2 separate regions of the Mus musculus genome follow, and region 1 is linked to region 2. Evidence: chromatin contacts called from public HiChIP or PLAC-seq data. All regions are on one chromosome and are shown on one strand. The core of a region is the stretch at or near the end of the contact, and the rest is flanking DNA. Distances in the headings are between cores, read along the strand shown. Region 1 overlaps Tcf7l2 (transcription factor 7 like 2, T cell specific, HMG box). Region 2 overlaps Tcf7l2 (transcription factor 7 like 2, T cell specific, HMG box).

Region 1 (2,789 bases), core at 32-2,531, 94 kb after region 2:
GAATATCTTAAAGACCTTACAAGGAGAAGCTGGGGTAAGCCTATTAGGTAAAGTAGGGTAAGGTGAGCCCTTCAAGTTCAAAGCAGTTCCCTCATCAAACAGAAGGAACGTGACTGCCAAATTTGGCTCCGAGGTTCCCTAGCTCCTAAGCATGGAAGGAAAGATATCCAGGGTTGTAAGCATGTGAATGCACACACACACTGTGTGTGTGTGTGTTTCTCTCTGTGTGTGGTGTAGTACAGGCCCTGTAAGTGGATAGGTAAGGAGTAAGCTTCTACAGAATGTAACAGAGACTGTACTTAAAGGCAGCCCTTGCTCACTGAATAGCTCCAAGCTCCCTTCCCCAGCCACTTGCTCCTGGGAGTCTTGCTTCTTGTGATAGTAGCTTTGTTAGTCCAACAAAGTGGGGAGATAAGCTGTAAGCCCTCATGTTGCTGGGCTCCTCCCAAAACAACTGGTGCTGTTCCTTGTGCTTCCCTTGAATGCAGCACTCAGGTGGGGCAGGGCTGTTGACAAAGCTAAATGCAAGCACTGTCACTAAAGCCGGGCTGATCCTCCAGGCCAGCTGAAACGTCTATGATTCACTGTTTACCAGTGAGTACTGTGAAGGTCCTACTTCCAGATGCACACATACTTACTGCATAGTAGCAAGCCAGTGCCCTTGCTGGCCCTTAGCTGCCTTTCCTAGACAGGCCCCCAAGCTTCCAGCAGTTGGCTGCCCTTTGTCACCTGGGAAGCTCCGTTTGCCTGTGGATGGTTATTATACCCAACAGAACACAGGGAAGGATGGTGTTCCGATGGCCATGTAGGCCGCTCTAGGGTTGTGGCTTCTCGATCTCTCCTTTGTTTTTCTTGATTTACCTTTCAGAATTATCCATAGTCATCTGGGGTGGACAAGTCTACCCAGTCCATCTTTTGCAGGATTGTTAAAAGATACAGTCACCTTCTTCCTTCTCTTGTTCCCTCTCATGCTGGGGATATACCCCAGGGGCAGAGCTCTTGCTTAGCATGTACAGGTCCCTGGGTTCAATCCCCAGGAGTACCAGCCGACCAACAGCCAAGCTTGAGAAAGTTGGAATGTCTTTTGTCCTTTTGAAGTAGCCCACTCTGAACCTCTAAACTGTTCTTCACACCTCTAAATACTCCCTCTAAATTCTCTACCCTGTTAATGGGGCTGTATGGAACCTCTGACTAGGTGTGTAGGTCTACACAGCAGCCATTTGCCAGAGTTGACTAAACAGTCCATTCTGTCCCTCTACCGTTTACTAGCTGTGTGACCTTGGGCATGCTCCTTAACGTCTCTGAGTCAGCTTCCTCCTCTGTGAAATAGGCAGAACACTCTTACTTCCTGTGGAGGTTGTGAGAATTAAAGGAGTAGCCAGCTCAGCCCTTTCTAGGGGCCTGGATGGAGAAGGCAGTTCTTACCCTGACACTTTTGGGATCAGATACCTGTTGAGCAAACCTCCTTTGAGCATGCTTCGAGAACACATGGGGTGTGCACGGCATGATCCATGAAGTCGCTATTGTGGCTTCTCTCAGAAGGCTATAGTCTAAGGGAGCCAAGGGGGGCGTGGAGGTTAAGACTGGAGCCCCGACAGCTCAAGGGTGAGGGCAGTCATACATAGGTATGTTTCTGTGAGGTGTAAACACCAGCAACCCCGTTAAGTTTATCCTAATAGAAGCTTCAGTAAGGTAAGTTGAGAGAAGGCACAGATAAGTGGCTGGCTGGTTGCTTAGAAGAAGGAGCAACCATATTCATCGGGGGAACGGTGTGGTTAGGGATGGGGATGGCGGGAAGGGGCATCGTAGGAACTCTGCATGAGGAAGTCGCGTTTGAGATGTCCCTCAGGGACCCCATCTGCATGGCAGGGAGGTGTGGAGAATTCTGGGTATGCCTTGGTGACTCGGCCCTCTCTCCTCAAGCCTCACCCTGTCCCCCTTTCTTCCTGGCAGCAGAGCCCCCTCCCTTGCTGCACTCAGGGCCATGCCTGTCCGCACTTCTACACCCCCTCAGACTTCACTGTCAGCACGCAAGTCTTCAGGGACACGAAAAGCAGCCACTCCTTACAAAAGGTTGGGGAGCCCTGGTATCTGGAGGTAGGTCTTGGAGCAGAATGACGGTATGAAGCAAGCCAGCTCTGAACTGAAGCCGCCCATCCAAAGTTTACCTCTCATGAGGGCAGGGCCCACGCATCCACCTCCATCCCTGAATTCTCCTCGGGTTATTCTCATTCCAGGTGCCATACTGTCTGGCCGTGCTGACCACCGCTAGGGAAATCAGAGCCATAAAGTCACCACTTTACAAGAAGAGGGTGGGGCTGGCGCTCAAGTGAATGCTTGATGCCCAGCTGGCCCGTAAAGGCCACGTGACTCAGCGTCACACGCGAGAACGCACACTATTCCATTAAACTTGAACCTAGAAAGTAATTTCCTGGGCTCTTTATGGCTCCTGCTGGAAGGGAAGCTATCACCTCAACTTTGCCATTGCTACTAGCAATTAGCAGTCTATAGTATAGATTTTCTTTTCAAATTCAGGGTGCTGAGGAAGGCCTCCCGCCCCGCACAAGATCCCTGACTAGCAGAGGCAAGCACAGCCCAATGACTCTTCTCACAGATGTTGTTCTCCAAGGACAGGAAGCATTGTTAATTTCCTTTAAATAATTCAATGCCATGTCAATACCCCACACGACTCCATGCTCCCGCGTGACAGCTCTCTTCAAATTAGTAGTCCCAAGAATAAAGAATGCCCAGAACATTCTTTTATCTTCAGGAAAGCAAACATCAATGCA
Region 2 (3,068 bases), core at 516-3,015:
AGGCGTATGTAGACTATTTAGAGAAATTTAAACTACCCACTTCTCCAAAAAGTCCCCAATATACTCATTCGGCCCTCCATTGGCTGTGCCCCAGGGCAGGCCTCCGAAGAGTTCAGAACCGGAGAACCTAATTCAGAGGGTAGTATTGTGTGTGTGATGCACCCCCAGTCTGAAGGTGTTTGTCTACACTGGGAACAGCAGCCTGCTTTTACATTCTCTTATATGGAGCTTAACTCTGGCTGTGGAAGTGATTGGCAGATTTATATTCTTGAAGGTGGGCTACAGATGTGAGTTAGGCAAGGGAGTGAGTTACACCTTCCTGGAGACCCAGTAGGGTCAGTGAAGTTGCCTCAGGGTGTGTTCTCTCTCTCTCTCTCTCTCTCTCTCTCTCTCTCTCTCTCTCTCTCTGGCTAACTTCCTGCTTTCTGTATCACACAGCCAGGCTGAAATCTTCCAGCCACATACGGAGAGGAACCTTTATCCTTTTGATTAGCTCCCAAGATATAAATACCTATCAGGAAAGAGCTAGGAGTGAAATGGTGACTCGAGAAGCCCACATAGGGCTTTATTGATTTATGGAATGTACAAGACTCAGTTCAGGATTGTTCTTCGAGTCACCAAGTCGTGAACTTGATTCTTATCCTAAAAATCAAAACAAACCTTCCCCCCAAGTCCTTCCTCTTGCTCTCTGGCTGCCTCATATATATATATATATTTTTTTATTCTGAAGCCAGGCAGCATTCAGTTCTTCTGGAGTAGCTCAAGCTTCTCCATGCTGAAACAAAATCCCCAGAGTAGCTCAAGCTTCTCCATGCTGAAACAAAATCCCCAGAGGAAGCCGCAGTTACACGCCACAGTTACACGCCGCAGTTACACGCCGATGTATCCAGACTTTATCCCTGCTCCAAAGAGAAAATAGAGAGAGGCTTGAGAAGTGCCCCAAAGCTAACGGCAGCAGGCTAGCCTGCCGATCACCAGTAGTTCGTAGGCACACTATTTTGGTTTGTGTTTTCTTAAAACATGTCTTTGCTGTCACAGCTGTGAGTGAAAGCAGACAACAAATGTCACTCTGAGAAAAGGGCCAGCGTGTGGGTGTTTGTGGTGAAGGCTATTACTCAGCTCGAATCCTCCTCCTTGAGGCTCTGTGATGAGGTGGTCTCCTTCCTTGGGGGATGAACTGCCTCCCTACTCCCACCCTGGACTCCCCCCAACCCCTCCTCCCCCCCCCCGTCTCAAAAAAAAAAAAAAAAAGGAAAAAAGAAAATCTGTTTCCGTAGGGCTGCTTTTCATTCAGTTGGGTCAAATTTTCTGGTCAGCCTTCATCGGAAGCTGCCTCGTGACCTGATTTTGTCATTTAAAGATTGTTTAGGTGTCAAATAACTTGCTTTTGTTATGGAGTTGGGGTCCCCACCACCCCACACTGTTTACTGAAGTGACAAAGTCATTCTTGTTGGGTGCCTCCTGTCCTCCTCTGGTTTAGAATTTTGCGTTTGTTCGCTCGCTCAGTGGCTAAGGGAACCTGGCAATGGCTTAAGTGTGACTGAAACTCAGGATCTGACGTGTATCGCACATATTCAAAACCACAGGCCGCATGCAAAGCAGTGATGGTTTTGATTCCAGGCCTCGTGGCTCTGCTATCGCTACTTTTACCCCGAGGGTGGAGTTTTTTATCTTTTGGTCTGACTTCTGGTTTGTGGTTTCCAGTCACCTCACCGCAGCTCATGAGTCGTGAGTCTGGATGCTGAGGGACTGGGGTGGTCAGGAGGCTGCTCTGAATGGCTGCTACCCAGGGCAGTGGCCCTTGAGGATGGGTGTGGTCTTGGTGTCCCAGGCTCCTCCCTCCAGGGGTTTTCAGACCCTCTTCCTGGACTCTTACACACCTCACGTCTGAGGACTGTGCTAGAAACAGCCAGGCTCACTTTGCGCCAGGCTCCCTGTTCTGTGTGTCCCCCGATTTCCTGGTGCCTCTTTTGGCAGTGTTATGTTTTTCTCATTAACTATTTTCCATTTCAGAGTCTTCTGATGAAACAGAGTTGTTTTCTTCATCGCAGTATCAATATTCCCCACTTTCCGCTTTCCGGTTAGCGTAAAAGCAATATGGTTTACAGTGAAGGTTTCCTTCACAGTTACTGCTGCTCAGACTGGCTCCATTTTCTTCCCTGTCCCTCCCCTTCTGCACTGGACTCCCCCCCCCCCCCTTTGCCTTCGTGTGTGTGTGTGTGTGTGTGTGTGTGTATGTGTGTGATATATTTATACACATACACATATATAGACACACATATACATGTGCATATATGTGTGTGTGAAAGACTCCATATATGTACGTGAGATATTTCCTCCCCCATCACCCTTTCTTGATTTTCCTATCCCCCATTTTAGGCTCTTTCCTTTCCTCTTCATAATGTACTCCTAGTTGCATGCCACAGGTGATTCCTTTATTATTAGTGTGACTCTGTGTGTGTGTGTGTGTGTAGTGAGACATTTTTTCACACTTGTGTGAGTTCTAGGGATGGAATTCATGCCCTCAGGAAGCACACTCATGTGCTGAGACAGTTCTTGGGCTTCCGCCTTTGTGCTTTGAAGATGGAGGCCTCCTGTAGTCCAGGCTGGCCTGGAACTCACTATCTAGTCAAGGGTGACCTTGAATTTCTGATTCTCCTGCTTCTACAAGCCAGTCCTGCTGTGGTTACAGACATGTGCCACCAGGCATGTGCTCGCTGCACTCCACCCCCACCCCCCCCATCACTCACACATTCACACACACCACTGGATTCTATGTAGGAGAAAATATATGTTCTATTTATTTTTCTGAGTCTGGCTATTTTTGCCTAGAATGATCTCCAGTCCCATCCCTTCTCTCGACGACGTTGTTTATTCTTGGTCATGTTTGTGTTAATTTAGGTGAACATTTTAAGTTGGTCCAGTGGCAGAATTGCCCTGCTCTCTGTTGCTACCCTCTCATCTGAGGGACATGGACTTAATCCATGGTCTGTCTGGGCTGTCATGGAGATTTTGGGTCTAACCTAGTGCCTGACACATGAGGAATGTGGGAGGCTGTCACAGGGTCT

What was found. HiChIP or PLAC-seq counts read pairs in DNA pulled down with a chosen protein or histone mark.
Region 1: a contact with region 2 is called in an HNF4G HiChIP or PLAC-seq map of pancreatic cancer cells. The contact joins two enhancer-like sites. A contact is called at or near these places in 21 of 484 Hi-C or Micro-C datasets (B cells, the C10 cell line, the C2C12 cell line and 15 more) and 13 of 115 datasets of contacts at active chromatin or transcription factors (cardiomyocytes, craniofacial prominence, effector CD8 T cells and 9 more).

Annotation. Positions count from the first base shown.
Region 1 is chr19:55,861,465-55,864,253 of GRCm38.p6, forward strand. The region is part of intron 5 of Tcf7l2 (transcription factor 7 like 2, T cell specific, HMG box); the gene reads left to right. Among named protein-coding and RNA genes, the nearest start is that of Gm52391, 75 kb to the right of the region's middle. Within about 2 kb of position 1,282, at least 41 of the 459 cell types and tissues checked have an H3K27ac peak or open chromatin away from gene starts, as enhancers often do. A contact at or near this core is called in embryonic fibroblasts, pancreatic cancer cells and trophoblast stem cells, where this site is marked.
Region 2 is chr19:55,767,401-55,770,468 of GRCm38.p6, forward strand. All of the region lies in intron 4 of Tcf7l2 (transcription factor 7 like 2, T cell specific, HMG box), which reads left to right. Among named protein-coding and RNA genes, the nearest start is that of Gm31734, 26 kb to the left of the region's middle. Within about 2 kb of position 1,766, at least 78 of the 459 cell types and tissues checked have an H3K27ac peak or open chromatin away from gene starts, as enhancers often do. A contact at or near this core is called in embryonic fibroblasts, pancreatic cancer cells and trophoblast stem cells, where this site is marked.